Regions from separate parts of the Mus musculus genome. Here regions 2 and 3 are each linked to region 1. A link is a contact called in public HiCAR-type and promoter capture Hi-C data. All regions are on one chromosome and are shown on one strand. The core of a region is the stretch at or near the end of the contact, and the rest is flanking DNA. Distances in the headings are between cores, read along the strand shown.

The links. HiCAR-type assays count read pairs that join an accessible place to other places. Capture Hi-C pulls out chosen DNA fragments and counts their contacts.
Region 2: a HiCAR-type map of astrocytes shows a contact between it and region 1, with 3 times the contacts expected there. The contact joins the promoter of Pdzd2 here to the promoter of Tars in region 1. A contact is called at or near these places in 1 of 39 promoter capture datasets (hippocampal neurons) and 1 of 115 datasets of contacts at active chromatin or transcription factors (astrocytes).
Region 3: a contact with region 1 is called in a promoter capture Hi-C map of liver, with 2.9 times the contacts expected there. The contact joins the promoter of 6030458C11Rik here to the promoter of Tars in region 1. A contact is called at or near these places in 13 of 39 promoter capture datasets (the 3T3-L1 cell line, 3T3-L1-derived adipocytes, the C10 cell line and 8 more), 8 of 484 Hi-C or Micro-C datasets (B cells, CD4 T cells, CD8 T cells and 5 more), 6 of 115 datasets of contacts at active chromatin or transcription factors (T-cell acute lymphoblastic leukemia, astrocytes, bone marrow-derived macrophages and 3 more) and 2 of 9 other capture datasets (adipose tissue and liver).

Annotation. Positions count from the first base shown.
Region 1 is chr15:11,398,123-11,401,001 of GRCm38.p6, forward strand. Tars (threonyl-tRNA synthetase) reads right to left here and starts at 1,536. Exons shown (of 19, transcript NM_033074.3): 1 at 1,364-1,536. The coding sequence starts at 1,417.
Region 2 is chr15:12,738,583-12,741,472 of GRCm38.p6, forward strand. Pdzd2 (PDZ domain containing 2) reads right to left here and starts at 1,310. Exons shown (of 26, transcript NM_001081064.2): 1 at 1,035-1,310.
Region 3 is chr15:12,822,995-12,826,132 of GRCm38.p6, forward strand. 6030458C11Rik (RIKEN cDNA 6030458C11 gene) reads right to left here and starts at 1,663. Exons shown (of 9, transcript NM_029998.3): 1 at 1,473-1,663; 2 at 567-712. The coding sequence starts at 1,553. It overlaps Drosha (drosha, ribonuclease type III), which reads left to right and starts at 1,821. Exons shown (of 35, transcript NM_026799.3): 1 at 1,821-1,944; 2 at 3,071-3,138.

The DNA of each region.
Region 1 (2,879 bases), core at 286-2,785:
TTCCAAAGGTCCTGAGTTCAAATCCCAGCAACCACATGGTGGCTCACAACCATACGTAATGAGATCTGACTCCCTCTTCTGGAGTGTCTGAAGACAGCTACAGTGCACTTACATATGATAAATAAATAAATCTAAATAAAAAAAATATTTAAAAAAAGACAGCAGGGAAGGAGGCAAAGGGGTAACCAAGTTATAAAACCATAAAACACCTTAAAAACATAAGGAAATAGGAACAAAATCTATCCATGTATACCTGTCATTCATCGCCTTAAATCTGTAGCTTAAAGCGCATACACAAGCATTTTAGTGATTTGCCCTATCAGGATGGAAACTCCTCTTGATGAAGACCCTAGCAACCGTCAGCAATGGTTACCTAGACAATCTGTCATATGGCCTCACCCCTTTCCAATGTTCCTTAAACCCCCATGCCATGTCACTTTTTGACAATACAATACATACATAGCACCTCCCTACAAAACTCCTGCACGTAGAGAATACTGATAGCCTCAATCGCTGCACTTCCCTCCCGTCTCTCCCTGTACAGCCGGGGCACAATTCATCCCCTGAACCTGGACAGCCCTGCCCTGCCTGATTTACCTGACCTCATTTTTCCAAACCCAATAAAACAGTCTGACTGTGCTTCTCTATAACTCAACCAAGCTAATCAGAGAAGTACGATTTTCCAGTCCTGCACATTTGGGGAGCCCCCAAAGTCAGGAATCGATCTTAACTTGTGTAGCCACCTGGACTGCCTGACTAAGTGCCAGGGCAAATAAATACACAGGGGACACAGGCACAGTTGGCTGTAAAAGAGGGGTGGGGCAGAAAACACGCCAGTGTACAAATGCTGTTCCTAACCAGTGGGTGACAGCCCAAAGCAAAGTTTAAAGGGGATGTGTGTGAAGTTATTTAGGTCGCTTCCAGCACCTGGCAGACAGAGGCTTTAATTTCAAAACAGTCTGTCAATGGGGGCATCCAGCCTTATTTAGCACCCAATCTTGGGCAAACTGGATCTGATCGCGGGGACTGGCTTTTCCTTCCTAACTAGAGCTTTTTGCTCCACGCAGTTTAGGATTTTAAAAAGTTCTTCAAATGTTCTTCCCGCTTATTTTAGTGAAAAAATACAAGCGCGGGAGTCTAAGCCCCAAATGCTTACTATCTGAGCAAACCACTCAGTCTCAATTCACAGATCTCTAGGATGAAGATGCCCCCCCACCCCCCAGACCCTGCCAGCAAGAGTTCCTAACTTATTACCCAGGGCCCCCAATACCGACTGCTCCCTGCTACTTTCCACTCCTGCCCCGCCGGGCAGTGCCGGCTCCCAGAACACATCCGCTCTCTGCACCCCACGGCGCCTGCTCACCGGCTTCTCGCCGTCCATCTTCCCCGAAGGGCTGCTAGCCTTCTCCTGCGACATGGAAGGACCACAGAGAGACAAAACCCGTGAGCTGCACCGCAGAGAAGACCCCAAGCCGGCGGTGTAGACCTACAATTCCGCACTGCGCGTGCGCCACGTGGCCACAGGCGGAACCAGCTAACCAGCTGATGCAACGGGACTCCTGGCCCCGCCCTACCTGGACACGAGGCCAATGGGCTACGCGGAGAGGCGGGTCCTCCCTTTCCTTGGCCAATAGAATAGCCGAGAATGACGAACCCTTCAAGAAATCCCATTAGTTCCAGACTGTGTAGTGAGGCGCGCAAGCGCACTCTTCCCCTTCTGACTGTAGCTTGCATGGCCTTAGCGGCCACCGTAGTGAACTTGAGCTGCTTGGACTGAGTTTCCCGGAATTGCTGGATATGGTCTCTGGCGCTCTGGTTTATCTCAGATGCGCTCTACCTGGAACGTTGGCTGATAATCTGAAGCGATGACTCAGCCTTCCTCATGAGAATAGGACCGATTTGCTGTTTGAGGGACAAGCGCCATTGATCAAAGCTTTCTCAGTGTCTCACGGAGTTTTCCCATAGACGGCACAGAGATAAAATTAACTTTTTACTTGAAGGAATAAACTCCACACAAAAGTCATTGATATCACGGGAGCTCGAGATTAGATTTTTACTACTTAAGCAAAATGCTTAGCAGAAAGTTCTAGTTGGCCTGCTTATCCTAATAGCAGCTGCCAGTTTTTGGGTTGTTCTGTGTTTTTTCTTTGCTTCACTGTGCAGCCAGGGATAGCCTCGAACTTGCAATTTAGATCTGGCTAATCTGGGAGCCTTCTGCAATAGCCACCCAAATTAGAGGATTACAGGCGTTTGCAACCATGTCCACCCAATGTCCACACCACCACCAACCTACACACACACACACACACCAGCCGAGTAGAATTGAGACAGGGTCTCACTGTATGTATAGCCCGGCTGTCCTGGAACTCGCTGAGATCCACTTGAATGTGACAAATGCCTCCTGGGTGACTCTTCAAGGAGCAGGTTCCCATTTCCAAGGAACATATTGTCCAGGGAAACAATACATTTCACAACGGCCTCAAAAAACATGAACTATCTTGGAGTAACTCAAACAAGACAAGTGAAAGATTGTACAAGAAAAACTTTAAGACAATGAAGAAAGAAATTGAGAAAATTTCAGAAAACATAAAAATCCCCCCATGTTCATAGATAAATACAGTAAAAATGGCCATTCTACCATTCTACCACAGGCAATCTACAAAGTCAAAGCAATTGCCACCAAACTTCCAACACAATTCTTTACAGAACGTAGAATGTTAAGTTTTAGATACACACACACACACACACACACACACACACACCACAAAATCACGATGGCTAAAACAATCCTGAAAAAAAATGTTGAAGGTATCACTATCACCAACCTTGTTGTGGGTATAAGAGACTCCCAGGAATCAAAGGGAGGGACCTTAGATGAA
Region 2 (2,890 bases), core at 60-2,559, 1.3 Mb after region 1:
CACCCAGAAGGCACGGGCCAGAAAAAGCTGACCCAGTAGAAACAGTCGAGACCCTATCGCCCAAGCCTGGAGCAGAGATGAATGTGGGAGGTTCCTCCCCCCCCCCCCCCCCAAGAGAAGTGCTGTGAAGATTCAGGGGTGTGTCTGCAAGAGAAACTCACTTTCTTTGGTCACTCCACAACCACTTAACCTTCAGGAGCTTCATTGTGACTTGTCAAGCAAAACCCATGGAAGAGGCAAGCCCCAGCTCAGGCCTCCACAATGCCCAAATCTCCAGTATATGCCTGGACTCTGGAATGCCCCAGTGTCCGACTTTCCAGTGTTTGCCACCAGCACATGCCAGACCTGGTGTGACTCCAGGGTCCCTTATCAAGAGCTATGCAGAGAGCAGGGCTGCTGAAGGGCCGCTGGTAAACTTCTGTCCAGGGTCCTAGATGCTCCCCCCACCACAATTCAGTCTTGTGCTTCATTGGGAAAGGCGGGCAGGTGGTTTTTTTTTTGGGGGGGGGGACTTCAGGAAGAAATACTTTCCTACTGGAACATCCCTTATCTCCCTGGCAGATGACATTAAACCCCCAAAGATGCCCTTGCTCTTCATGCGGACTCTTTCTCGCGCCACTTAGTGGGCAGGGGGGTTAGCGAGAGATGAAGCGCGGGAGGATGGTCCTTAAAACAGTAACTGGCTAAGGTAGAGAGACAAACCAACACACTGGGATAAGGATTCTTGGCCCGATTTAGGCGTCCCAGGCAAGGCGCCTCCGGTTATCCCGCTGTCTCCATCTCGCTCCGCCCAACCTCTCTCCTCCACTGTGCCCCTCTTACCTCCCACTAGAAGGAAGAGGAGTTTGCGCCACCTAACGCGGGGACCCACTTGGGTGCCCTCACTCGCCTCTTTGCTTGAACTGGGATCCCCACACCCGATTGTCACTGAACTTTCTCCAGCGCACACCGTCTTGGGGTTATCGAGCTCAGCTACCCCGCTAGCCCACCCGAAGCCCCACCCCCGTCGCGGCTGCGGCGCCAGGTCTCTTCACCTGTTCGCGGATCGGCGGAGGCTCGAGCCGCTCCTGGAGCGTCCAGACTCAGGCGCCGCCCGGCGGTGCCGGCGCAGCTACCGCCGCCCCTGCCACCACCACCACCGGTGCTGTTGCCGCGCCTGCCGGGAGAAGCCGCGCCGCAGGGGTTTGCTGGTTGCCGCCGGAGGCGCGATCCCGAGCGTCTTGCGATCGGTGGGGCGCTTGGAGGGCGCCCGCCGCAGCCGCCCCGCCGCGTCCCACTGCCCGCCGCTAGTACGCACTGGCGCTGGGAGTGAGCTTCTCGCTGCGCAGCGCAGGGATGCTCCGAGCCTCCAGAATGGGCGGGGATTCCTTCCCTCTGCTGGATCCGAGGGGCGGGAACTACCTTCCCGGAGTGACAGGCCCAGGGGGCGGGGATTCCCCTGCAGGAATGACAAGGTGGGCGGGGATTCCCCCGAGCAAGCCCCTGAGCGGGGAGGACCGCTCTCCCAGGGAAACAGCAGTCCTAGTGCGCCGGCTTCCTGGGGATCCTGGGAGGAACCGATCCAGGGAGACTGCGGCTCAGAAACGCCATGTAGGCAGGGCTTGGGGCGCCATCTAGGTGGAAGAACTAGAGCTAGGAGGTTTAATTTCCTTTTGCATAGCACTTAACATAGCACATAGCGGAGAAAAATGTCAATTGCCTTATCAGAGATTGGGTGGGGAGGCCCAGGGAGACCGGAGAAAAGCCAACCATCCATCCACTGGCCTCTGGTCCTTAGGATACTTAATATAGTCTTGGTATGAGCATTCCTCGGGAGAGAGAACCTCTTTGCGTCTTAAGAACCTCAGAGCTGTTAATCCTTCAATTAAGCCGCTAGAGGAAATTCCATGGGCCCCAGGATGGAGGATTTGGACGTTGTGAACCTCCTTCTGAGTGAACCTCAAGAGCTAAGGCCAACTGCCCTTCGTTTTATTCCAGGTCACTGGGAAAACGGGAGCCTCTAGCTTTTTGGATGCTTCATCCCACAGATTTTCAGGAAGTCTTCAAATATTTTTGGTTCCCTTTTTTTTTTTTTTTTTTTTTTTGTCATCCTTGTCATTCTGCCTACCACAGGGAGAGGACGATAAGAACATAATAGGGAGACCGCACGGCTCTGCAAATTAAGCTCTCTTGAGAGGAAAAAGCTGGTCTTTTTCAAGTGCTGGCAGATAAGGGTAAAAACATAGGAAAAATTACAAACCTCGGGATCATGAGTTGGTGAATAATGCTTTTGACATTTTCTGCAGAACAGTAATTGGAAATCTTTTGCTTTGAGGGAGGTGAGGATACGTTGGAGCATGGCTAGGCTCTAGATTTGCCCAGCAAAGCATTAAGAGCTGCTCTCTTGGAAGAGCAGCTACGTCACCTGCAGCCCTCATGGAGTGTCCCTCAGCACCAGAGACCAGAGTAGACCCAAGGCGTTTCTAGATAGTATTTTCAGCAAGTGTTGGGGTTCTTGGATTCAGCTTTTCCTTGGCGTTTATAATTCCCAATCCACAGAGATCAATGTCTATACAAATCCAGGCCTGGGTATTATAAACGGCAGTCTTCACCGCCTGAAAGCTTCTCCTCCTGTCTATAGAGAAAACCCTTACCATGCAGAACGGAGCAGTGGATTGTTCTGTGTAGCGCTTAGGAGGTGTTCAATGAAATAGGCACCATTGCCTAGAAAGGTGTTATTAGGATGCCACTAAAAATCCTCCCACAATTATGCAGTGCTATCTGTTTGTTCAGCGATCCCAGGCTCAGCTGCCACCACCCCCTCCCAATCTCAGGAGCCATGAAGAGGCCACCTGTGTCTTTTAAGCCTCTGTACTCCCCACCTGGCACAGCGCTGCTATGCATCCAGCTC
Region 3 (3,138 bases), core at 413-2,912, 1.4 Mb after region 1:
TGCCTTACAGCTGGATCTCATGGAGGCATTTCCTCAACTGAAGCTCCTTTCTCTGTGATAACTCTAGCCTGTGTCAAGTTGACACACAAAACCCACCAGTACACTAAGATATTAGTTATCAAGGGTAGGAATGTGTGGGGGTTTGAAAAAGAATGGACCCAAAAACTCACAAGTGGTGGTCACAAGGGAGTGGTCTCTATTAATCCAATCAAGATAATCCTCCACAGGCAAGCCCTGCAACCGACTTCTCAGATAATTCTAGACTCTGCCAAGCATCTTGACAACACTTAACCATAAATAGGCTTCAATGTAGCCCTGGCTCTCCTCAAACTGTAATTCTCCTGCCTCAGCGTTCCAAGGGCTGGGATCACAGGGATCAGCCATCGCACCTGATCCCTATTTGGCTCTTTTAGTGGGTAGAAAAAAAAATGTTCTAAATAAAAATTTAAAAGGCAAGCAAACAAACAAAAAATGCAAATGTGAGTGTAGCAAAATCTCTTGTTTATCATCTGCTATATGTTGTATTTCAAATACATAAAATATGACTAAAAAAAAAGTCACATTACCCAAAGAGTGCTTCCTTATCAAACACAGTGTCTGCTGGCATGTTCACAGGGATAAGGAGGTCTGGGTGGGAGTCCAAATGTAAGAAACTTATATTACTGTCAGGAAGATGCTTCGAACCTATGGCCCGGTATATGAAAGGCAGAACCTGTAATACAGACACACACAGTGAGAACTGCACACTGTCAAGTGCAGACAAAACAAGAAACTGCACCAACCTGAAGTGCATCAAGTGGTCAAACATGGGAACATTAAAAAAAAAAAAAAAAAAAAAAAAAAAGCTTTACCATAGATGGTTTCTGATGATAATCTCCAACCACTCACTCTAGCATTAAACTGTGTTCCAGGTACTCTAAGTTTTAGGGCATTTTCTGTCCCTTTAGGATGGTGAAGTGGGACTAGATGACTTTTTCCTCCTACATGCTATACATCCAAGTTTACCAACAAATTAAAAAGCACAGAGTAACCCAAAGTTGGGTTTGTCTCAGAGATCTTCTTTCTTTCCTCCTTTAACTTTCTCCATCAGTAAATAACCCACTTTTCCTGGGGGAAGGGGTGTATCGCAGAGCTTCACTCTTGATCCCTTTTGTTTTATATCCAGAGACCCTCCAGGGGTCCTATAAACAAATCCAGACTTGCTAGGTCGTCTTCCAGAAGTCTACCCACTTTACGACTGCACTGCCATGTTGTACATTAATAAGCGCTGAAGGCTTTCCTCTTCATATGACACGAGCTACGATTATGGTCCCTCAGGTCCTGGCTAACCCTCTCGTTAAACCGTGGGATGATGACGTTGGTGGTGGTGGGGGACAGGCTGCAGCCAGCGTTAGGTGCTGGTCAAGCCTCTGCAGGCTGCTAGGGTTCGAATCCCTCCTGCCAGGGCTCCGTGGCTTGTGTCGCCCGCTCACCTCCTGGTGATCCTCCACCACCCACACCGGGAGCTTGGTGTAGCGCCTGAGTCGCGCGCGGTCGCCTCCGGTGTCACTCATGTCTCCGCGCGTCTCAGGGAGGCCGCGGGACACGCGGGAGAGGAGCCCGGCTGCCCGAAGCCGCGCGCCCCCAAGGCACGATCGCGGCGGAAACGCGCGCTCACCCGGTTGCGCTTCCGGATTGGAGGACGACACGGTGGAAGGGCGAGTGTGAGACCTGTAGACAATGTCGATTGGTCTATACGTCCGTCACTCTCGCTGATCCGCCAATCACGGTGCAAAAGGTGCTGCGACGCGCTCCGGAGAGTTTTCCCTCCCCAGGTCCGGATTTCTCCGGTTTGCCTTTTAATTCCCGGGGCTTCCTGTTCCGGAGGCGTGGGTGGCGCCTCAGCCGTGGAGGGTGTTATAGTAACCAGGCTGGGCTTTGATGGCGGCGACCCCGGGACTCTCTGTAGGTAGACGGGGGGCGCCTGATGGGTTTTCAGAGAACGAGTATCGACCTAAACGATCCTGGGAGTTGGGTCTGGGTGGCTTCGGGGCAGCTCTGCGGCCAGGGGGAAAAGAGCGACCCGGTACAGATCCCGTAGATAGGAAGCCTTTCATCTATTTGCGAAGCGCGAGCCGTGGTCCAGGCGCGGGGCCGCCCGGCTTGCGGGGGGAGGCGAGTCCCGGAGTCCCGTACTTAACCTCGCAGGCTGGCGGGAGATGCAAACCAGCCAACGTGCTCTTCATCCAGCAGGAGGCCGGGCTGCAGGTTGAACCTGGGGAAAGTGCGGGGTTTTCAGTGACTTAAAGGCACACCTTGCAAGTCTTGTGTGTCGTCGGTCCTGGACGAGTAAACTGTTCAGAATCGCGCCCTCGGTTTCCCTGCTTTCAAAGGGCATCCCAAGAATAGGTATTTCCCACTTGCATTAAATTCATTGATTTGAACTTCGCATCCATAGTACAGTGGTACAGTATCTAGCTTTTATTTTTGGAGGGGAGTGTGTGTTGAAACAGGGTTTCTCTGTGTAGCCCTGGCTGTCCTAGAACTCACCGTGTAGACCAGGCTGGCCTCGAACTCAGAAATCCGCCTGCCTCTGCCTCCCAAGTTCTGGGTTTAAAGGCGTGCGCCACCACTGCCAGGGCCTTTGTCTAGCTTCTCTAACGGAGTGTGCCGTTTTCTCACTGTGGAGAGGTGTTAATTCCCTGACTGTTGTCCACCTCTAGCTTCAGTAGAGTCCTTTTTATTCTCCAGGACTCTCTACATCCTTACTTTATTGTATTTATCACATCGCGTTTTTCTTTTTATAGTGTTCGGGACATCGTATTACTGTTGTTATTATATAAACATTTGTATATGGGTTTTGCGATCCTTGAACTCTGCAGGCTTGTGTGCCTTATAATCTTTGAGCCTACAGAGCTTGGGAAAGCGTCTCACGTGTGCTGGCTCAGTAAGTGATGGAATCGGTGAATGTATACCTCCCAGGTGGTTTTGAAAACGCGTATTTGTGGGGAGCGGTGGAAGGGAATTGTAGTGACTTAGAGGCATGCACAATGAGGGAGAGTCAAACTTGCCTGCGGTTTACTGTGTGCAGAGACTGTGAATCCTGCAGGAATGACTGAATGAACCCTTGATTCACGGACATGCCGGAGGAGTTCAACA